Regions from separate parts of the Mus musculus genome. Here all the other regions are linked to region 3. A link is a contact called in public HiChIP or PLAC-seq data. All regions are on one chromosome and are shown on one strand. Each heading gives the region's core, a stretch centred on a gene start, on an enhancer-like site or on the middle of the called end of the contact. The rest is flanking DNA. Distances are from core to core; before and after follow the strand shown. Region 1 overlaps Il23r (interleukin 23 receptor). Region 2 has its middle 37 kb from the start of Il12rb2. Region 3 holds the start of Il12rb2 (interleukin 12 receptor, beta 2). Region 4 overlaps Il12rb2 (interleukin 12 receptor, beta 2).

Region 1 (5,832 bases), core at 834-3,333, 60 kb before region 3:
ATATGGTCTCCAATAGGATACTGATGTGGGAACTATAGTTAATAACTATTACAATAAGTGTCTCTACGTTTTGAAATCCTGTATGCTCTCCATAATCTTCTGTAATTTCCACGCCTCCTATAATTAGTGTGTTTACTGAATGATCAAGAAAAACATCTGGAGAAAATAACCAGTCTGAAGATTGAAGTATTCACTGCTCAGTGCTCTAACTCCATAATACACACTGTGCTGTGATCAAGAGCCCTGTGAGGCCAGGCAGTGCTAATACACTGTGACTTGTCCCCAGAGAAGCAATGCCTTCTCTTTTGGGGCCAGACTGCTGGTGGGTCTACCACCCTGAGCTGTCTTGATGCAAAAGTGAAGCTCATGAGACTAGTGACCAGTACAAAGTAAATCTAAAAACTAGGCAAGAAGTTCCACTCTTCAACTGACATTTAGGTGACATTAGTAAGTCAGTGGCCATGTCTAAGTCTTCTTTCAATCATTCAGTAGACAGAATTCTTAGTTATGATGAAATTTTTCACATGATTGTGAAGCTCAGCAGAGAGCATGTGAGGGCCACTATGTCACCTGAAACACATTGGAAGGCACTGAACAGTTGCTTCACAGTGATGACACTTTACCAGAGGGGAACATAAAATGAACAGCCAAGGAGATCATTTGGCACCAAACACTAAGAAACAAATAGAATACATTTTCTCAAAACCAGTCCTTTGGAGTAGATTTGGTTAATTTAGCCTGGTATTTGTTGGGCTAAATAGTATATCTATGCTCTGCTTTTTGCCTAAGGATAAGGAACTATTCTTACTGAAAACAATCTAACTTCTTTCCAGACACACTGCCTTCTAGGAGGATCACTCTTATTTTCCATGTCAGTATATGTAAACTACGTAAAAAAATCTTTCCAAATTAGGAATTATCTGGGTTTCTGAATATCCTCAAATATATCCTGTGATCCAGCGTAACACTCTACTGAAGGACAGAATTGTCCCACTATTAGCAGAATCCCACAGGTAATAAAGAGATAACAGAGATAGCATGAGATTTTCCAGCTTGTTAGCTATGGCCTGGTGGTTAAAGCTGACATAAATGTTTTACACCTGTGAAAGAGTCTGTGTGTGGCTTCCTATTTGTGAGTGCTTTCATATGTTAAAATACCTAAAAGTACTAAAAATACTAATAGCTGGTGAATTAAGAGGGCAGAGTTGGGTTATTTTTATTTCACACTTCTGTTTCCTGTTACAATACCATCACCATAACTTTTGCTTTTATAATTAAAAAAAAAAAATTTAAGTATGATTTATAAAGAAACCAACTAGCCACTTGGTGACAGTATAACATGGCAAACGTGTGGCTTCATTTCAGTCCTATGCTAAAAGAAAATTGTCATAGACGATTTCTTCTCTAATAGTTCTGTTTATAAGTTATTTTATTCAGATATCTAATTCTTGGTAAAAATACCCTCTCATAATTAGGCACTTCTTTTAAATGACTAGTTTAATTTAAATGTGTGTAACTCATTGATTTGAAGCTATGATAACAGACTCCAAAGGAAAATTGTATCTACTCATTAATGCTAATAAATGTGAAATATAGTTGTTTCCATATCATATAAGTCAGTAACCCATAACCTTTTCATTGCCAGAGCAACTGAAGTTTATACAACAAAATTATATTATATTGTAATAAAAAGCACAATTTATTATTTTTAAATAAAAATGATAGTTTTCAAATAATAAAAGTAAAAATAAAAATAACATCCATGTATGTTGTAAACCTCTGCATTTGCCAAAGGGAAAATTATTCTGCATTTTAATGTTGTATTATATCTGCTTTTAAAATTCCGAAAGCATGTGGCTGCAAGTCCTTCTTGAGTAGTGAGAATTACCACTGCTCTCCTACATGAGCAAACCTGGCTGCTGGCCATGACTACATAACCTTCACCACTTAGAATTTAGTAGAATCACTTGCTAGGGTTCAGAAGAGACTTAGCAAATATTGAGAAGCTCAAAACAATTTCTCATTGCCATAACTCACAGGAAATACTTTCCTCTTTCTGTCAAAACACAAGAGAGTCCTTACAGTTTCCTGATGCTTTCATCTTCTAAAACCCCCAGCCCGTAGTTTACAGAAAACCTGCCTTTATGTTGCCAGCATACAATTAGCTTTTTTCAAATGATTGTAAAGGTCCATACAGGAATTTTTTATTTGAATATGCGTTGTCCATTTTTTAAACAAGTATCCCATGACCCACACTTTATCCCATAAGCCTTGACAACAGGAACAGCTCGAGCTGTGTAAGACACTTTTTCAGAAGGTTGAGATTGAAAAGTGACACTGGAGTAGCTGGATAGCTGGGAGCTGAGGGATGCTGGACTAAGATCCTCCTTCAGAGCTGTCTTCTGCCAAGGCTGAAGACTGTGGCCATGAAGTCACATTTGGCTGCTTCCCATGATTAGGAAGCAGGAGATGGGCGAGCTTACTCTGGAATGCTTTTGAATTCAGACTTAAAGTAAATTAACTGCCAAGCCTTCTTACCCCACCCAATTCTGAAGCTTTCATTACTGGAGCCCTGAAAGTGTAATGGCTAGACAGGGCTGGCCAAGAACCACAGGAGCAGGAAAGCAGAAGAGAAGAATTCTTAGTGACATCTCACCTCTATATTGCAACCCAAAATATCCACTTACAAAAATGTTCATCTTAGTGCAGCCAAACCAGAGACTGTCCAAAGGCAGAGGTGACACAATTTAAACCGTCAAAGAAGCTTAGGTTTCTTAGCATCACCAATTTGAAGAAACCAAGCATGGACAAGTTATTGTGCATTTTTGTGGCTGGGTGGAATTTTTATCTTGGTATTGTCTTGGTATTTGTTGCCTAGAAACCAAGAGAAATTGCTAGCCACATTGGTATTTTAAAGCCTGGTGTAGTTTTTAACTGTCCTTGCAAAAGTTCCTCTTTTGAGATGTAGTCACTGAAAAGGAAATAAGAAAATGTACACATCTGAAACCTTACTTTATTTCACCCTCTGAACCTATTAGAATGATTAAGTTTAATCATTTCCAATCAAGAGAAGACTGTCTCGGGAGAATGAGCCATCTGAATGCTAAGACCTAAAATGCTGACACTCTTGTTTCAAGTTTCCCAGGTTACAGCAAAATCATCCCACGAACCTCAGAAGATGGAGATGCTCAGTGCTACAATCTTCAGAGGACATCCTGCTTCAGGTAAACATATGCACACACTCACACTCTCGAGTGTGTGCGTGCAAACACACACACACACACACACGTGTATGTATCTATCTATATATGTAAGTATGTACACATGTATATTCGCTGAGGTATCCTCAGTTCCTCAGCAGATAACTTCCACACCAAAACTAATGTGTCAGCATTTCTTAGAAAAACAACAACTACTTACTTTCTATGGGAAAATACATTCAAAATGTGCTTACACTGAATGCAAGCAATCGTTCAGAGGTGCCTGTCTGCTGTAGTAGTGAGGTGATTACATTGTCATTTCAGTAGGCTCTGGGTCTCAAGTCCCAAAAATGTCTTTTTAAAAATATGCTACCTACCCACCATGTGCTAGGATTGTATATACATCATCTGTCAATCTCAAGAGCAACATGTTGAGATAAATGCCATGAATCTACTTCATAGATGGGGAAGCTGAAATTCAGGAAGGTTGAAAAATATTCAAATATACAAAGCTATTAGAAATAATGCAAATATTACTTTTGTGATTTCCTTTAATTTGTTCAGGTGTTTTTCAAGACAAGATCTCACACTATAGCCCAGTTCCAAAATGTCCTACAACTTACAGCAAGCCTCCTTTTTTCTTTTTTTTTTTTTTTTTTTTTTTTTTTTGAGACAGGGTTTCTCTGTGTAGCCCTGACTATCCTGGAACTCACTTTGTAGACCAGGCTGGCCTAGAACTCAGAAATCCACCTGTCTCTGCCACCCGAGTGCTGGGATTAAAAGCATGCGCCACCACACCCAGCCACAGCAAGCCTCCTGTCTCAGCTTTCCAAATGCTGGGATTATGAGACACCACATTCAGCTCTATTTTTTTAAGTACACAAGTCTGTGCTCTTTCTCTTAGATGAACCAGCTCCCACTTTGTTTGATAGTATGGCTGGTATTTTTTTTTTAATTTATGGACACATCTAAATGTTTCAGGCATGTAAAAATATTAGATAAAACTTTACAGTGGGCAAATTTAACTAGACCTAAATTGAAATTTGCCATTGAAAGACTTGAAGCCTGACTATTTCACTAGTAAACAGTTTACTTCCCATAAATCTAACAGGTCTTAAAGAAGAAACTTTCAGGTCATATTGATATTTTTGCACTTTTGTTAATTTATTCAACCAATGTGTGTTAAGTAACTATGTACCAGCTACTGTACTGGGTAATGAGAAATTAGCAATGAAACAAATGGACAAAACTGGACCTAGTGGTGTGTCCCTATAATCCTGGCAATAAGGAGGTAGAAGCAGAAAGCAATAGTCAAAACCTAAGATACATAGCAAGTTAGAAGCCAGGCTGGGCTACACGAGACCTTGTCAAAGAAGTGGGCATGGAGGGATGGAGAGAGGAGGGAGTGAGGGAGTGAAGGAGGAAGGCAGGGAGGGAGGGAACGGGAAATACAATGAAGGAAAGAAAAGAAAGAGAGAGAAAGAAAGAAAGAGAGAGAGAAGAAAAGAAAAGCATTTGTCTTCATAAAGCTTCTACTCTTGATAGATAGGTGAGAAAAACTATTAACAAAACAACAAAATGTTACATGTTACAAAAAAAAAAACATGAAGCAGGAAAGACAACCCCGTACAGATTCCTAATTGTAGACATGCACATTGAAATTTCTGTGAAATTTTTCGAGGCTGGGGACTCACTGCTGCTCCATTAGATAGACAGTACTGTGTCTTATGAAAAATAAGATGTGAATCTCAACAAGCTTGTAATTATTCCCCAAGGTCATTGAGCTGATGAATGTCAGAGTTCAATTTGGCTCTTGGTCCCTCCTATCTCCTTACACCAGGCACCCTGTTTCTTGATAATCCTTTCTCTAATCCTAAGCTCTAATGCTCAAGGGTGTGCAGCAACTTGTAGCCTCATTAGTTGCTTAGAATGTTCAATAATAATTCTTTGGCCCTAGGAAGAATACGAATTCCCTAGTCTGTGAGAGTTTGAAACAGACTAAAGTTCACAGGCAGATGAGTTTAAAGATGAGAAAAGGCAGCCTGGAGACACCCAGGTGAATGGAGCAGAGAAGTGACTAGTGTGGGTCCAGTAGCTCCCAGTGCTAATTATTAAAAAAAAAAAAAGAAGAACTGGGAAAGGGAGATAGGGATGAAAGAAGAAAGGAAAGGAGGCAGCTACTCAGCATGCCTCCCCCCCACAAGTTCCAAACTGATAAGTCATATCTAAAGTATCATCTAGATGTAAAAATATTGAGGCTATTTTCCTCTGTTCTAGAGAGAAAATGTAATAAGCCTATGAATAACACATGTTGGATAAACTATACTGGGAGATCTAAAGAGATTAATTCAACTTCAGAACATAAAAGGGTGTTTTTTTTTTTTTAGAAGGGTGAAAGACGTAGCAATTTTTATTTCTTTCTTACAGCATATATTATTCTAAGTAGAATTACTGCTTTTTCATAGGTAAAGTTTCATTTTGAAGAATGGTAAGAAGTCACAGATAAATTTTGCCTCACAGAAAAGGCTACAAAAATGATATTGTTGTGGCTTTAGCGTTCTTAGACATTGTCACAGCAGTTGGGAATTCTCAGCTGTCAGACAAACCCAATGAGGTTTCTCACGACACATAC
Region 2 (5,668 bases), core at 732-3,231, 37 kb before region 3:
TAAGAAACCATAAGTACTGACTGTGACCATAAAGACAAATCTAAAATTAGCAGCTTTCTCTCAGAGCACAGGAAGGAAATCATGAGTAGTCCAACACCAGGGCCTGCGTGCGAGGTGTGGCAGTCGATGAGTCTTCTCTTTCACTTTTCACATCCTGCCTGAAGACATGTTTCTTCCAACTTTTTCATTTTCATTAGTATATATTAGCTGTACTTATACCCGATGGGTTGCAGCGCTGCCTTTTCATAGATGTATATAATGTAGTCTGATCAGATCCACCCCCTGTCATCATCTCTTATCCACCTGCCACTCCGGCTGCCTCTTTTCCTCATCCCTGCTGGTCCCCATCTACTTTCATGTCTTTTATCATGTAATAAGTTTCATTAGAGTTCCTCAAAGGAGCATGAGTATTTTGAATACAGGAGCATCAGCAACTTACCAATGGCTACCCTACTTAAGAAAATGCCTTCTGCCACCCGGATGTGTGCTGTTCTCGTGAGAGTTGTCCCTCTTTCTAAGCCAGGCACTCCGTGAGGACGAAGCCATGTTCACCTCGAGAGACAAGATTGTGAAGCTCAATGGCAAGACGCTGGATGAGTTCGACTCTGGAATCTCTCAGGCGCAGCTCGAGCTGGAGATGAACTCCGATCTCAAGGCGCAGCTGCAGGAACTCACCATCACCGCAGCCAAGGAAATTGAAGTTGGTGGTGGTCGGAAATCTATCGTAATTTTTGTACCAGTTCCTCCCCTTAAATCTTTCCAGAAAATCCAAGTCCGGCTAGTTCGTGAATTGGAGAAAATGTTCAGTGAGAAGCATGCAGTCTTCATTGCTCAGAGGAGGATTCTGCCCAAGCCAACCCGGAAAAGCCGTACGAAAAATAAGCAAAAGCGCCCCAGAAGCTGCAAACTGACAGCAGTGCACGACGCCATCCTTGAGGACTTAGTCTTTTCAAGTGAAAGTGTGGGTAAGAGGATCCGTGTGAAACCGGATGGCAACCAGCTCATAAAAGTTCACTTAGACAAAGTACAGCAGAGCAACATGGAACACAAGGTCGAAACTTTTTCTGGTGTGTACAAGAAGCTCGCAGGCAAGAATGTTAATTTTGAATTCCCAGAGTTTCAGTTGTTAAGAAAAAGACTGAATAAAGTGTCATTCATGGTAAAAATAATAATTAATAATAATAATAATAATAATAATAATAATAATAAATAAATGCCAACTTTCCCCAACGATCATGAATTTTACATATATATCTTCGGGGAGGGTGAGGCCTCATGAGCTCCCTCAACTCAATATCAAAATGGTCTGCCTAAGAACTTTACTATAAAAGGTAAAAAGGGAAGTATAGCAGTAAATTGTGAAGTAAAGGTTTTATTTTAGAGCTATACCGTTATCATAAAAAATGCACCTCAAGCAAGGTAAGTAGAGTCATGTGTTTGTGTGATTGAGTTGGGATCTCACTAGTTGGTACCCCAGCTAGCCTCAAGCTTCAAGGCTCAAGCAATCCCCCTGCTGCAGCCTATGGAGTAGTTATACCTGCAGGCATTGCCACTGTACTCAATAAACATACATTCCAAACATGCAATAGGAAGACAGGGGCATTAGAAGCCCACTGAGCTGAATGGAGTTCTGCCCTCCAAGGCCTTAATACTGTGGTTTCTAATACTCCTAAAGATTTGACGTCTTTTTCCAAGATAAGGTCATGTTGTCAGCAATAAAGGACAAAGACAACACCACACTGTCACCATCAGCACCCTGGGAAGTCCCAGACTTTTGGGGATCCTCACTTAGGACAAACCTGGATTTGTGGTTTCCACACAGAAAAGAATTTTAGGAGGTAGTGTCTGATGCCAGGACTCAGGTGAGATGCCATTTTCTCTCCTGTGACTCTAATCCAGGTCTACTCAGGAGCGCACAGGCCACAGAAGCGGCAGAGCAGCTGGGACAGGATCCTACAGGCCTCCCTTTGTACCCAGGAGGTGGGGCTGTTCAGCAGTTCTCTGTCCACTGGTCTCTCCAGGAGAGAGCTGGGCTCTCAGAAGTGCTGACACAGGCTTACAGATTCACAGGAGGAACAAGCTCCAGCCAGAGACAGCAAGAATATCTAACACCAGAGATTACCAGAGGGCAAAAGGCAAATGTAAGAATCTTACCAACAGAAACCAAGACTACTTGGCATCATCAGAACCCAGTACTACCACCACAGCGAGTCCTGGACACCCCAACACAGCGGAAAAGCAAGATTCTGATCTAAAATCACTTCTCATGATGCTGGTAGAGGAATTTAAGAAGGATGTTAATAACTACCTTTAGAAATACAGCAGAACACAGGTAAACAGATAGAAGCACTTAAAGAGGAAACACAAAAATCTCTTAAAGAACAACAGGAAAACACATCCAAACAGTTAAAGAAACGGAATGAAACCTTCCAGGAGCTAAAAATGGTAATAGAATCAATAAAGAAATCACAAAGAGAGACAACTCTGGAGATAGAAATCCTAAAAAAAAAAAAAAAAAAAAATCAGGAACCATACATGCGAGCATCAGGAACAGAATACAAGAGATGGAAGAGAGAATCTCAGGTGCAGAAGATTCCATAGAGAACATGGACACAACAATCAAAGAAAATGCAAAGTGCAAAAAGATCGTAACTCAAAACATCCAGGAAATCCAGGACACAATGAGAAGACCAATCAGAGTAGATGAGAATGAAGATTTTCAACTTAAAGAGTCAGCAAATATCTTCAACAAAATTATAGAAGAAAATTTCCCTAACCTAAAGAAAGAGATGCCCATGAACATACAAGAAGCCTACAGAACTCTAAATAGGCTGGACCAGAAAAGAAATTCCACCCATCACATAATAATCAAAACCCCAAATGCACAAAACAAAGAAAGAATATTAAAAGCAGTAAGAAAAAAAGGTTAAGTATCACATAAAGGCAGACCTATTAGAACTATTCCAGACTTCTCACCAGAGATTATGAAAGCCAGAAGATCCTGAACAGATGTCATACAGACCCTAAGAGAACACAAATACCAGCCCAGGCTACTATACCCAGAAAACTCTCAATTACCATAGAAGGAGAAACCAAAGAATTCCATGACAAAACCAAATTCACACAATATCTTTCCATGAATCCAGCCCTTCAGAGGATAATAACGGGGAAACACCAACACAAAGACGGAAACTACACCCAAGAAAGTAATCCTTCAACAAACCTAAAAGAACACAACCACAGGAATAGAATCCCAACTCTAACAACAAAAATAACAGGAAGAAACAATTCCTTTTCCTTAATATCTCTTAATATCAATGGACTCAATTCCCAAATAAAAAGACATAGACTAACAAACTGGCTACATAAACAGGACCCAAATGTTTGCTGCTTACAGGAAACCCACCTCAGGGAAAAAGAGACACTACCTCAGGGTAAAAGGCTGGAAAACAATTTTCCAAGCAAATGGTCCAAAGAAACAAGGTAGAGTAGTCATTCTAATATCGAATAAAATCGACTTTCAACCCAAAGTTATCAAAAAAGACAAGGAGGGGCACTTCAAACTCATCAAAGATCAAACCTTCCAAGATGAACTCTCAGTTCCGAATATCTATGCTCCAAATGCAAGGGCAGCCACATTCATTAAAGAAACTGTAGTAAAGCTCAAAGCACATAATGCACCTCACACAAAAATAGTGGGAGACTTCAACACCCCACTCTCATCAATGGAAAGATCATGGAAAAAGAAAATAGAGACACATTGAAACTAACAGAAGTTATGAAAGAAATGGATTTAACAGATATCTACAGAACATTTTATTCTAAAACAAAAGGATATACCTTCTTCTCAGCACCTCATGGCACCTTCTCCAAAATCGACCATAAAATTGGTTGCAAAACAGACCTCAACAGATACAAAAATATTGAAATTACCCCATGCATCCTATCAAATCACCACAAACTAAGGCTAGTCTTCAATAACAACAAAAATAATAGAAAGCAAACATCCACATGGAAGCTAAAGAACACTCTACTCAATGATACCTTGGTCATGGAAGAAATAATGAAAGAAATTAAAGACTTTTTAGAGTTTAATGAAAGTGAAGCCACAACATACACATACTTATTGCAACACAATGAAAGCATTCTTAAGAGGAAAACTCATAGCTCTGAGTGCCTCCAAAAGAAGCTAGAAAGAGCATACACTAGCAGCTTGACAGTACACCTAAAAGCTCTAGAACAAAAGGAAGCAAATTCACCCAAGAGGAGTAGATGGCAGGAAATAATCAAACTCAGGGCTGAAATCAACCAAGTGGAACTATTCAAAGAATCAACCAAACCAGGAGCTGGTTCTTTGAGAAAATTAACAAGATAGATAAACTCTTAGCCAGACTAACTAGAGGGCACAGGAAGAGTATCCTAATTAACAAAATCAGAAATGAAAAGGGAGACATAACAACAGAACCTGAGGAAATCCAAAACACCATCAGATCCTACCTCAAAAGGCTATACTCAACAAAATTGGAAAACCTGGATGAAATGGACAATTTTCTAGACAGATAACAGGTACCAAAATGAAATCAGGATCAGATTAATGAATAAACCGTCCCATATCCCCTAAAGAACTAGAAGCAGTCATTAATAGTCTCCCAACCAAAAAAAGCCCAAGACCAGATTGGTTTAGTGCAGAGTTCTAGCAGACCTTCAAAGAAGAGCTAATTACAGTTCTCCTCAAACTATTCCACAACATAGAAACAGAAGGTACTCTACCAAATTCATTCTTTGAAACCAAAATTACTCTGATACTCTGATATTGATGCTGAGAACACATTTGACAAAATCCAACACCCATTCATGATAAAAGTCTTGGAAAGACCAGGAATTCAAGGCCCTTACCTAAACATAATAAAAGCAATATACAGCAAACCAATAGCCAACATCAAACTACATGGACAGAAATTTGAAGCAATCCCACTAAAATGAGGGACTAGACAAGGCTGCCCACTTTCTCCGTACCTATTCAATATAGTACTCCATGTCCTAGCCAGAGCAATTAGACAGCAAAAGGAGGTCAAGGGGATACAAATTGGAAAGGAAGACTTCAAAATATCACTATTTGCAGGTGATAGGACAGTATGTATAAGTGACCCCAAAAATTCTGCCAGAGAACTCCTGAACCTGATAAACAGCTTCAGTGAAGTAGCTAGATATAAAATTAACTCAAACAAATCAATGGCTTTTCTCCACACAAAGGATAAACAGACTGAGAAAGAAATTATGAAAACAACACCCTTCACAATAATCACAAATAATATAAAATACCTTGGTGTGACTCTAACTAAGGAAGTGAAAGATCTGTATGATGAGAACTTCAAGTCTCTGAAGAAAGAAATCAAAGATCTCAAAAGATGGAAAGATCTCCCATGCTCATGGATTGGCAGAATCAATATAGTAAAGATGGCTACTTTGCCAAAAGCAATCTACAGATTCAATGCAATCCCCATCAAAATTTCAACTCAATTTTTCACTGAGTTAGAAAGGGCAATTTGCAAATTCATCTGGAATACCAAAAAAACCAAGGATAGCAAAAACTATTCTCAATGATAAAAGAACATCTGGTGGAATCACCTTGCCTGACCTCAAGGTGTAGTACAGAGCAATTGTGATT
Region 3 (5,885 bases), core at 1,524-4,023:
TACCTAAAGAAACCCTGTCTCCAAAAACAACAACAATCATATAAAAATGAATTTAAAAGAAGTTTTGACTATATTTTAAGACCAGGATTTATTAGGCTCTAAGATCCTTCATATATGCATAATGTAAGATTATATGTGTGTATATATACGTGTGTGTGTGTGTGTGTGTGTGTGTGTGTGTGTGTGTGTGTGTTTCCTTTTCAACATTTGATACCACAAGCATATTAAGGAGTTATATTTGATTTAACATTATTGGAGTGGTAAGTGAAACCAATAATTTAGAGAATATTGTTAAAAATAAAAGTTACTGAAATCAAGGCAACAAAGAGAGTGGTTAATTTTAGATCTGGGTCTCTTTGTATGTAAAATGTTAAACTTATGTTGACACAAGTTATGATGGTTTGAATGAGAAGGTCCGCATAGGCTTATACATTTGAATGTTGGTTCCCTATGGAGCAATCTTATTCAAACTACCACACCTTCTTGCCAAGTTTAATTAGTAGCATCACTATCTTATATTTGCAATCTCCATGTTGACAACCACCTGTTAATATTTATCTGGGGCACTTTAAGCAGAGGACATCTCAGTTACTCTTAGAATGTCAAGTATGGACATTCAGAGTGTCAATGGTGAAGCAAGATTTGAAGGAATAAAAGCACGTCAGAAATGGAAACTGAGCCGTTTCCTAGAAAAGCCTCTGTGAGTGCCACTGTGGTTATGAACTTAGCTGAGTTTCATCACAGGCACAGGCTGACATTTTGGATGACGTGTTGGGCTTCTGTTGCCTTACATGAACTGCCTCCACTGTCTTAGTCTTGCTTTTTAGGAAGCACACAAGCAAGCCTCTCTTTTCTCTCTAACTAAACAAGCAGCCACCTTCAAAGGGGAGGAGGAGGAGGAGAATGGAGGGAGAGACATAGAAGTTCTGCCCTGGTGAAATGGTCACAGACTCGCTAAGAATAGTGTAGTTCTTCAACAACTTTTTAACTCTGTTGAAAGTTTTGAAAATTCTAAATACCTAGAAATTGTTTCATTCCAAAGAGAATGAGCTCTTTTTGAAAAGAGCTAATTCAACTCGATAAAACTTTAGTGAGCTCCCCACCTTGTGCCCTCCAGTACAGCAGTGCTAGAGGCAGGAGGGCAGACATGGCACGGGCACGGCACTCCTGTGCTCTAGGAACTGAAAACCTACGGAGTGGCATGAGAGGATCACTCTTATGCATAGCTTTTGGCACAAGTGCTTAGTTGACCTGAATTCTAAATTAATTGACAGACATAGACTGAAAACATTCTTCTACGTTATGGAAGAGAGACCACCTTATTGATTTGCCTCTGGAGAAATATAAAAACCAAAGAAGGCTGTATTCTCAATAGCTGATGTTCTTGCTTCACAATCAAATTTAAACCTGACTCTTAAACTTTCACATCTTAGGCCGTAAGGTAAATGAAGTGTCTCAGGAATATTTAAAGCAATTAGCATCTGGTAGTAGTGAGGTAAGGTCCTATATAGATGGAGGTTTGTAACCAGTGGTCTTTCAGTATTTTAGACTGTATACGCCTTCAGAAAATAAAAAGGGATTTTCAAAACCAGTTCTAATATATGTTCAGCTGCTTTTTATTATATGCATAAATGAATAGTTAATAAGCTAAATGAAGCTATTGAAAAATAACCTAACCCATAGAGTGCACAAAGTTATCATTCATATTTGACCACTATATCTTTAATATCATATCATCTCTGATATCACCAGCTGTCCTTTCAACTAACCAGAGGCTACTATGTATTTATTTACTCATTATTTATTTAGCTTATTCTCACTTGGTGTATATATTACTTTGCTGTCACCACTAAACCCATAAATTTGGGCTTTTAAATATTTTGCAGAAAAAAATTAAGTAGCATATTGTGAATAATCTTATATTACAGAAAAATCGCAAATTTGAAATATTTGTTACTCTAAAAATAATTAGTGACTTAATCCTATCTCCATAGCTCAAGTGGGCCTGGAATTTACTAAAGCCCTCCTGCCTAAGATTACCGGAGAGAGGCAGTACATCTGATTTACATTATTTACTTTTGACTAAGACAATTCAGCTAACTTTGCTATACCAAGGATTTCCACAGCTCTGAGCCATCTTGTTACAAAGGAGTGTTGATCTGAAATTTTAAAGCTTTTTGTAGTTCTTGCATAATAACTTATTAGCGAATGTAAATTACATGTGGCACAATCTATTTGCAAGTTGTGTATTCTACATATGCACTTTTCCACATTTTAACGCCTGGCAAATTAGGAGGCAGAAAAGCTGGGGTCTAAATCTAGCTGGTGGCATGGGGAGCCGGGGGACAATGCGGGGATAACGGAACAGCAGCAACGCATGTGCTAATGAAATTGTATTATGTTTATCTGCTTATAATGAGGGAAAGAAAAGGTTTAGTTAAGCATGTTGAACTGTCAGTGTGAACACAGATAAAAAATAGTTTCTCCAGTGTGTTTTGTTTGTTTCAAGTCCACTTTCCGTTTTATATGTCCTTAAAGTCACCTTTAAATAACTGAGATGCTAGTTAATGAGTTGGTAAGTGAGTTGTTTAGCGCGTCAGCCTTGTCATTTTGTGGCACACGCCTCCTGCACTGGGCAAGTTCCCTTTTTTCTCAGAACCGCACTAAGCACGCTGGGTGCTGGCAACTGGGGTCACACGCCTTGGTTCCTTTCTCACTTAGTTTTAAACCCTCCCTCTGCGGCTAGTGGCGGGCGTGGTGAGAGCGCAGAAGGGACTTCCCCGAGGGCCGGGCACCTCTGCCTGGACACTTGTCATGGCCACTGCACCGGAGGTCCACACTGCCGCGTGGACTCCAGCGATGGCGCTGCGCTAGGCTAGCGGGTGCCAGGATCCCTCTCTGCGTCCTGTGCGCGGGAAGAGCTCTGGTGAGTGGAGGCACTTGGGCGAGCGCAGAGGAACCCGGTAAGGAGAACCGGGGCTCTGAGGTCCAGTGACTGACTTCCCTTCACCCGTGGGCACTGACTGGTCCTCAGACTGAGCCCCACAGGCTTCCCTGGGATGAGGATAGTGGTAGGTGCCCTCGACCAAGATGTAGAAAGGTGGGGAGCCACACCTTAGGGCCAATTATGCCTAGGCCCACACTGAAGCACGGGATCACTTCTTGTTACAGAATGAAGTGCTGTTTTAAAAGTGGAAGTTAGAGGGAGGAGGGGGGAGAGATTGGATTCCCATTCTCCATCGGTGAGGAATGGGTGTAGTCCCCCTTTTCCTGTGCATCCCCCACGCCTGATTCAATGAATCCTCAGCAATCCATTTGTTAGGCATGGAGTATACTCTGATAAACTCCTCATGGCTCTTAAATGTCTCCGTGGTTAGATAGGATGGCAAACTGAACTTCAGCCTGACTTTAGGAGAGAAGAATCTTAGAACAGTAAGTGTTGCAAATAATTTCTCAGTATTGGGCTCTCTTTCTTGCTGTTGCACCTGGCTTGTTCTCTAGCAAATTGTTGCCGTCACTGCTTTCAATATGTAACCACCAAATCACAGAGGAGATCTGGTTTCCTTTGCTGTTGGAAGTTTCTAGTACTCTGCACAGGGAAACAGCATTTGTTGTTGTTTTTAAGATAGAAATAAGAATTGAACATCCGTTTTTCTCACTACACTTGGTGGGCACTATAGCCAATAGAAACCCCACTTCATTCCTTTAAAGTTATAATTAGAGATACTTATATCAAAGTATATCAACATATATCATAGTATGTCAAAGGTATAACAATATACCTTGTTTTAATCAAATTAATGTTTCAGTGGAACTAGATGATGCTTAAAGGCTACCTACCTAAGTTTTAACTATGACCTTGAAAAAATGGAATGGTGTTCTTTTTCTTTTCAGCATGGGAATAGGAGCGTTATCTACTGAGCGCTTGCTGTATGCTCGGTACAGTGCTTAAGAGCATCTCATTTTAACCCCACAATGGTCTTGTGGCACAGGGACCATTTTATTTCTTATTCCGTGGATAAGCCACACAGTGAGAATTGTCAGCTGATACTGAAACGTCTTTTCCCGGTCTTCTGCAAAGTTCTTGACTGACCTAGCTGCTCAGGGGGCACTTTTCAAAGATCAGGTTTGAATGATAAGAGCAGACACCATCCAACTTCAGGTTAGCTACGTTGTGGCATTGACAAGGGAACACTGAGGCTCATTGAAAATAAATGAGGTGTGTAGACTAGTCCCTTTAGAATTGCAATGGGCAATGCTCACAGTCAGCTATTGGATGGATCACAGGGCTCCCAATGGAGAAGCTAGAGAAAGCACCCAAGGAGCTAAAGGGATCTGCAACCCTATAGGTGGAACAACATTATGAACTAACCAGTACCCCAGAGCTCTTGACTCTAGCTGCATATGTATCAAAAGATGGCCTAGTCGGCCATCACTGGAAAGAGAGGCCCATTGGACATGCAAACTTTATATGCCCCAGTACAGGGGAATGCCAGGGCCAAAAAAATGGGAGTGGGTGGGTAGGGAAATGGGGGGGGGGGGTGGAGGGTATGGGGGACTTTTGGGATAGCATTGGAAATGTAATTGAGGAAAATACGTAATAAAAAAAATATTAAAAAAAAAAGAATTGCAATGGGCAGCGTAAGAACTGCTGTTAGGCTAGCAGGCACCTAGAGTGATGGAGGGATGAAGGAAAAGCTTGGAACATAACTCTAGTCTGACTCTAAGTCTGCTCCTAAGTTTCCTGTGTCACCTTATCATAGCAAATGTCACCTCGGTGCAGAAATGCTGCTAGTTCCCTTGTGTAGTAGAGCAATTAAGATTAACAACTAAGTTATATGCTCTGTGTAGTGAAAACTTGTTAACAAAGGCCAGAAAAGATGATCAAGTTCAGATTAATCAGAGTCTGTTTCCTTATTACAACATCTAGAAAAGGCATTCATTAAGTAAATGCCAGGCAGAGATGTTGACATGTAGGTTATTAGATCAGAAACTTCAGTGGCATTCTCTATTTATATGAGAAACCTGGTGGGATGGCTATCAGTCTTAAGATCCTCTCACTTTATGGAAAGGCAGAGGATGATGTCACAAGATGAAGCAAACCTGTGGGACTTCCCAAAGCTCAAGAGAGAGATAAACCAATGCCTACATGCTCCCCCTGACTCTGCCTCCACACACTGGCCACACAGTGGGATTTAGCACTGGGGTATCCAAAAAAAGCCCTGTGGAATAAAGTAAGGAAAAAACAGCTTGCAGCTGATTTCATGTTCTTTTTTAAAATTATTTATTTTTATTGTTTTTAAGTGTGTGTGTGTTTGTGTGTGTGTGTGTGTGTGTGTGTGTGTGTGTGTGTGCAGAAGCCCTGGAACTAGAATTCGAAGTTGTTGTAAACTGCCTGACATGGGTGCTGGGAACTGACCTCAGGGGCTCTTCGAGAGCAGTTCCCACCCCTAACCACTAAGGCATTTCCCCAGCCTCATGATTTAATTTTCTCAGTAAATGTTAATTGCTTTGGTTTTATTTTCAGTCATCTTTCTTTGTTCTTTGTTTTGTATTCTTTGAGTTTTTTGTTTTCTTTCTTCTATTTTGCTCGATTTGTTTCACTCTTTTTTTAAGGTGAACTTCTTGCTGTGTTTTCCACACTGGCCTTGAACTCCTGGGCTGTAGTGATCTTCCAGGTTCAGCTTCCTGAGTGCTGAAGCTACAAGTCTGTTCCACCTTACCTAGTTTGGTCATTTACAATTTGTTATTATTATAAGTAATAGTAGTAGTATATGCTTGTGTGTACCCATGTACATACCTGCCACATGTCAGGGGGAACAGGTAAGCCTTGACTGTTTCCTTCCTCTTTGGGATCCAAGAATCAAACTAAGGTTCTCAGGCTT
Region 4 (5,965 bases), core at 1,389-3,888, 58 kb after region 3:
TGGGTCAGCAGGAGCACTGGCCAGTGACCAGACAAGCAGATAGGTTCTCTATATGGCTGGGGTTTGGAGTTCTGGGTCACTAAGGGTGCTGGTTGCTGACCTCTTGCGCGCACCGGACTCGACCAGCAAGAACGACGCTGCAACAGGATCCTTCTGCACACGTTGATTGGGAGAGCTTGATTGCAGAGGCGAAAAGACTTCGAGCCCAGAACTGGTGCTGCTTTTATAGGCCTAGGAGAGGCGTGTCTCATACCCGGATTGGTTATGCACTAAGCCTCATTTGCATGTTCCTCATCTGATTGGTTATACTCTCAGTACCTTACAGAACCTCATTATCATGCCTGGGCCAGGCAGTGTCTTTGCAAAAAACTTTACTGCATATGTACACATTGGTTGTTTGTCCAATCTTATGTATGGTGGCCAGCAGTAGTCAGTGCCACTCAGCAACGGCACATGTGGCTTCCCACACTGACCTGAGGAATCAGGGTCTCAACTCATTCTGTGGCAGTTGAGGGATATGCCAGGGCTAGCAAGAGTTCTAGCCTCTGACCTAATGAGAAAGCAGGAGTCTCTATGTGACTCTGTTGCAGCTAAATAGTGGTGGACCTCGTGTGTTCTTAAGCAAGGTGTTTAGCCTCTCCGTACATACTTTCATTATGAGTTAACTTAAGATAATACTAATGTACAGGGCACGAGACTATCATGAAGATTCACAAGGTAATTAGAGAAAGTGAGAGCAGCCTTCCTGTGATGAGGCAAGCTTTGTTCAAACCCATGAGGATGTCAAGTGAGCTGATAGCCTGCAGGGGAGGAAGAACAGAGGCATGGAAGATCGTGGAGTGATGCTTAACATTTTAAATCAAAATTAGAATAGGACTGTGATGCACCTACAGTCCTGACTACTAAAAACGCTGATTCGGGGCAATCAGCGAGCCTAGGAACTCAAGGCTATCCTGGGCAACACAGTGAACCCTCATCTCAGTAAGGCAAACCAACAGCATGACTGCTTCCTATTTCTCCACTTTGTACTAGGGTTGCTGAATATAAGTTATGAATTCCAAAATGAAGGTACTCAAGTTTGTGCGGGGGTTTTGTTTTGGTTTTGTTGTTGCTGCTGTTGTTTCTATATTTATTTATTTGAGGTTGTGTGCATGTGCCATTCATAGTGTGGATGCCTGATGTCTCCTTCCACCATGTGGGTGTCAGAAATTGAACTCACATCATCAGGCATACTAGCAAATACCTCTTTAACCACTGAGGAATCCTGCCAACCCAATATTCAGTTTTCAACTCACAAATTCTATGTACTTTGTATATAGCCCTAACATCAGTAGAAATTTCAAAGAGGGCCAAAGGAGAGGCCAAGAGTTGATGTTATTATCCTTATTTTGAAAGTAGGGATATTCTGTCTCAGAGTGATGAAAAGGAACTCTGTGTAACAGGTGTTACACAGAGAAGTGAGAAAACCAAAGGTCCTCCTACTGAGCATGGAGGCTGGGGATACAGCTCAGTGTGAAGAGCCCATACTAGCACGCACAAGGCCTTACTCAATCCCCAGCGTCACACATGCACAAAACCAGCAACAATCCAAGCAAGAAGAACTGTGCCTAATGCGTCCAAACACCTGAGCTTTGGAAGGGGCTGCTCTTCTTTGACATTAGCCAAACTCTAACAGTTTTTCCCTTCTGACATTAGAGCCAGCACTCTGTCCACTGTGCCACACAGCCACCTAGTTTTCCTTCTTTGCCTCGTTTGCATCTAGGGGTCAAGCTTTACTTTAAAATAAATACAACAGGTTTTATCTAAGTCTTAATAATAAATAGTTTATCCATTCAGAGGTGCCTTCCTCTGGTAGATTTTTAACTAAAAAATTCAAATCAAGTGTGTCACATTCTGAGATATGTCAAATTTTGTTCTTCTTATGTTTAGGTGTTAAGACGGTCTCAGGTTTTGTTCCCTAAGTTTATTTTTGATTCTGAGAGCCTTTACCTTAGGATTAGCCAGGGTGTTCTTCATTTGCAGTGTTTCCATACAGTGAAGAGAGAAAACTGGAGAAGGAAATCAAAAGGATGGCACTGTCTTGTAGCATGCTCTTATCATGTATGGACATTGGCCTGAGGTCCACACTCAACCCTGTTAGACGAGATCCAGGTGTTAGCAACCCTACCAAGATTGAGGGCTGCACACTCCAGATAACGCTGCTCGCCGCTGCCCACCAGAGGGCGTTCTATGCTCTCATATGTCTTCTCCCTGGGTAGGGCTTGAGCTAATTACGCAGCAGCCTGGGCTCACTCCTCAGAATGGGAAATGAGAAGACCTAAACATGACAAGAAATGTAAAGCTCATGGTTAAAAAAAAAAAAAAAAAAAAAAAAACTGTTCTTTCTCTCCCTTATCACCGTCTCAGACGAGTGCCACTGGAGTGCAAATACATTTATCTACAGAGCCAATTGGCTCGGCAAGTCGTACATCTTCAGAGTTCATCTCCTATGATTCAGAGCCTTTTGGCTCTTGGGAAAAAGAAATCGTATTCTCACCCATTCCAAATTGCTAAACTCAGGCTCTTAGCTGACGCTGTGTGTAGGAATGGGTCATAACCTCTGGGCTGGAGAAGGTGCTTTGCAACTTTGGGCTGGAAAGGTGACGGGGAATTCTATCTGTAAATTGTGGTGGCCTGAACCTCACTGTCTCAGGCCTTAGGAGCAATACATCACAGCAGAGGGAGAAAAGAAAAAAAAAAAAAAAAAACACTACAGATGGAAGCAAGCGCTCGTTCCAGAAATGCATCCCCTCAGCTGTCTCTTACACCATCCTTCCTTGCCAGCCCTATAGGTTCAAAGACAAGTGTATCTAACACAGACTGTCTGATTTCCCCCACCAAGTCTTTCCTCAGGTTAACTGTTCACGAAACGCCCCCTTCCTGCCAGAGGGTGGTTTCCGCACCAGCGTTTGCTTCATCTATGTTCTCTTTCTCCTTTGATAAAGGCCAGGCTTATTAATATGGTGCTTGCTGGTGCGCACCTATAATCCCAGGAGGGCTAACACAAATTTGAGGTCAGCCTGGTTTATGTAGTGAGTTCTAAATCAGCTAGGGTTGCACAGTGAGATCCTGTTTAAAAAAAAAAGACAAACGCGTGCTCAGGCGCGCGTACACACATATACAACTGGGGAATATGATTAAAAACACGCACTTGCTTATACAATCTTCAAACAGGCAGTGAGATTGATTGTAATGGATACCTGAAAAGATGACTTCAGGACAATGCTCAATTGTCTCCAAGAGTTCCCCAGCAGCACTGTCTTCACCCAGTACTTGGAGACCAAAGAGTTTCCCCCAACAGACTTGCATCTTACATTAACTAAGCTCCCAGAAACAGCAATGTACAAAGCTGAGCGCTCATTAATTTACAGTAAGAATGCAGCCACTAGGCCAGCGGAAGTCCTGACTCAGCACACCAGAACAGTCTTCCTCCTGTGCTAAATGTCTCCAAATCCAAATTACAATCAGAAAGCTGGTTTGTTCACTTAAAGTGAAAGAACTGACGTGTGCCATATGTTCGTGTCAGCTCAAACTCTTTGGGCAGAGAAACTGCATTATTCGGCCTCCTAGTAAGTGAGAAACCAGAGCAAGGGCATTGGCTGGACCTTGGACAGAGTCTCCTGCCGTGAACGGATAGCTGTGCCCAGAAAACTATGTCACTTAAAACCTGTAAGCCCTGCCTTCTTTCTGCAGTAGGTAGCCATGGGCACTGCCAGGGTTAGACCTGACAACTCTTCCTAGTCTGTGCTTTCATTTGCCATGACCATTGGACAAAACACTGTACAGACTGGAGAGTAATATCAGTTAGTTTCTGCTTACTTTGTAGGTTTGTTCCCAAATGATCTCAATCAAAATTTTGCAGTTTGGAACTAGGTTTCCCAGCACAGATGGCTAATTCAAGTTCCTAAGCATCAATTTTACTCGTTTAGCTCCTGGAAGTCTTGGGATGGTTGTTTCAAGCAGCATTGCATTTTCTATACGTAGAAAAGCACCCTCTCCCCCACCCGCCCGCCCACCCATGCCCATGCTTTCTGTGTTTGTTTTTCTCTGTGTGTCTCTCTGTGTGTCTCTGTGAATCTCTCTCTCTCTGTTGTTTTACAAATTTTAAAACAGAAACCCGGAAGAAGTGAATGTTTGCCTCAAGAACTGAGAGATGATAAAGTCACAGCTCAGAGCCAGCCCTCTACATTCAGATCCCACGCTTTTCCTATTAGTTGTGTTTACCATTAGTAAACTTTGTGAAGAAAGGAAAGTCAATGTGTTTTTGAAGAATTATCTTTTTAAAATGTTCACTGGTTTAACTTTATTTACTAAAAAGAAAGTGTGAAGATGTGAATCACTGAATGAAAGTGTACAGTGGAGATTGGAAGATATAAATAAAAAAGTCATACAGTAGAGTCACCTGCAGCAGGGCCGGGCAGTCCAGCCTCCGAGAGCAACCATGCTCTTGTCTGAGAGTAAGGATGTGTGTATATGTCTTGTTACAGAGTCTGAATCCATCAGAGGCAAGGGGGAAGATCCTCCACTATCAGGTGACGTTACAAGAGGTGACAAAGAAAACAACACTGCAGAATACTACAAGACACACCTCCTGGACCAGGGTCATCCCCCGAACTGGGGCTTGGACGGCATCAGTGTCTGCAGCCAACTCAAAAGGCGCTTCTGCACCCACTCACATTAACATAGTGGACCTATGTGGCACTGGTAGGTACACACTGACCTTAGCATTACCTGTGGGAAACTGTCTCTTTCACCTTTTGCTTCCTGCAGGTGAAGGCCAGAGCCTGGTATGAGTAGCCAAGAGTTTAGACTTTGGAGTCCACAGCTGTCTTTTCCTGTTATCCTGGGATGACCTTGAACAAGTGAATTAAGCCCTCTGAGCTTCAATTTCTTCATAAGATTGTCTTGAAGATCTCTGAGGGATTATAGTCTTATATAACTATTAGTAAAGAAAGTTACATTAAGGGCTGGAGAGATGGATCAGCAGGTAAGAGCACTGACTGCTCTTCCGAAGGTCCTGAGTTCAAATCCCAGCAACCACATGGTGGCTCACAACCACTCACAATAAGATCTGATGCCCTCCTCCGGTGTGTCTAAAGACAGCTACAGTGTACTTACATATAATAATAAATAAATCTTTAAAAAAAGTTACATTAAATTAGAGTAATATTTTCCAGCTAGACTAACTTTTACATATTCAATAACATATATATTGTTAAATTCTAGGAAAAAAAACATTTATAGACTTATATTTAAAAACCAAGAGTATTAAAATGAAACTCTGACCTTAGTGAAATTCTGTTCTTTACTACATACATTTAAATATATATACAGTTGTTTTCAACAACAACAAAAAATCAACTAGCTGTACAGTCTCACATTTATAATATCTTCTCAAATAAAAGACCATGAATAGCTAAGGAAATGAATCTCATGCTATGTCTCAAGGTCTGCATTGTTTAAAAAAAAAAGTCTAAGTAGAATAGAACATTATAATTGGGCCCTTTCTTATAATTTGGTGTCATAATGTTATTATACATTGGTCTCTCAATCATCAGCTTGAAGAAATGTCTACCAAAACATTAGGGTTTTTTTAGTTTTTTGGGGGTTTGTTTTTTTTTTTTTTTTGGTTCTCTTTCTTTTTATTCTTCTCCCATACATTACATCCCAACCCCAGTTTTCCCTCCTCCACTCCTCCAAGTTTCCCTCCACATGTCCCCTCTCCCCCAGAACCACTCCTTCTCTGCTTTCCTTCAGGCCTCCCAGGACATCAATGGAACTTGGCATAACAAATTACAATCAGACAAGGCCCAAACCCTCAAACCAAGGCATCCCAGTAGGAAAAAAAGGGTCTCAAATATATTCAGAGGACCTGGCCCAGCCCATTGCATGATTATTTCTGCAGTCTCTGTGAGCCTCTATGAAC

The links. HiChIP or PLAC-seq counts read pairs in DNA pulled down with a chosen protein or histone mark.
Region 1: an H3K4me3 HiChIP or PLAC-seq map of the SCID.adh cell line shows a contact between it and region 3, with 12 read pairs. The contact joins the enhancer-like site here to the promoter of Il12rb2 in region 3. A contact is called at or near these places in 2 of 39 promoter capture datasets (embryonic stem cells and macrophages), 1 of 15 datasets of contacts at CTCF or cohesin (CD8 T cells), 3 of 484 Hi-C or Micro-C datasets (DN3 thymocytes, Th1 cells and epidermal suprabasal cells), 6 of 115 datasets of contacts at active chromatin or transcription factors (CD8 T cells, the SCID.adh cell line, bone marrow-derived macrophages and 2 more) and 1 of 9 other capture datasets (adipose tissue).
Region 2: a CTCF HiChIP or PLAC-seq map of CD8 T cells shows a contact between it and region 3, with 21 read pairs. The contact joins the enhancer-like site here to the promoter of Il12rb2 in region 3. A contact is called at or near these places in 1 of 39 promoter capture datasets (macrophages), 1 of 15 datasets of contacts at CTCF or cohesin (CD8 T cells), 2 of 484 Hi-C or Micro-C datasets (Th1 cells and macrophages), 5 of 115 datasets of contacts at active chromatin or transcription factors (CD8 T cells, the SCID.adh cell line, effector CD8 T cells and 1 more) and 1 of 9 other capture datasets (liver).
Region 4: a BATF HiChIP or PLAC-seq map of CD8 T cells shows a contact between it and region 3, with 6 read pairs. The contact joins the enhancer-like site here to the promoter of Il12rb2 in region 3. A contact is called at or near these places in 1 of 39 promoter capture datasets (embryonic stem cells), 1 of 15 datasets of contacts at CTCF or cohesin (CD8 T cells), 1 of 484 Hi-C or Micro-C datasets (bone marrow-derived macrophages), 2 of 115 datasets of contacts at active chromatin or transcription factors (CD8 T cells and the SCID.adh cell line) and 2 of 9 other capture datasets (adipose tissue and macrophages).

Annotation. Positions count from the first base shown.
Region 1 is chr6:67,431,997-67,437,828 of GRCm38.p6, reverse strand. Il23r (interleukin 23 receptor) reads left to right here. Exons shown (of 11, transcript NM_144548.1): 8 at 3,138-3,224. Among named protein-coding and RNA genes, the nearest start is that of Il23r, 57 kb to the left of the region's middle. Within about 2 kb of position 2,083, at least 20 of the 459 cell types and tissues checked have an H3K27ac peak or open chromatin away from gene starts, as enhancers often do. A contact at or near this core is called in the SCID.adh cell line, where this site is marked.
Region 2 is chr6:67,409,889-67,415,556 of GRCm38.p6, reverse strand. It overlaps the pseudogene Gm4761. Among named protein-coding and RNA genes, the nearest start is that of Il12rb2, 37 kb to the right of the region's middle. Within about 2 kb of position 1,981, at least 2 of the 459 cell types and tissues checked have an H3K27ac peak or open chromatin away from gene starts, as enhancers often do. A contact at or near this core is called in CD8 T cells, where this site is marked.
Region 3 is chr6:67,373,076-67,378,960 of GRCm38.p6, reverse strand. Il12rb2 (interleukin 12 receptor, beta 2) reads left to right here and starts at 2,773. Exons shown (of 16, transcript NM_008354.4): 1 at 2,773-2,926.
Region 4 is chr6:67,314,969-67,320,933 of GRCm38.p6, reverse strand. Il12rb2 (interleukin 12 receptor, beta 2) reads left to right here. Exons shown (of 16, transcript NM_008354.4): 9 at 4,527-4,743. Among named protein-coding and RNA genes, the nearest start is that of Serbp1, 51 kb to the right of the region's middle. Within about 2 kb of position 2,638, at least 16 of the 459 cell types and tissues checked have an H3K27ac peak or open chromatin away from gene starts, as enhancers often do. A contact at or near this core is called in CD8 T cells and the SCID.adh cell line, where this site is marked.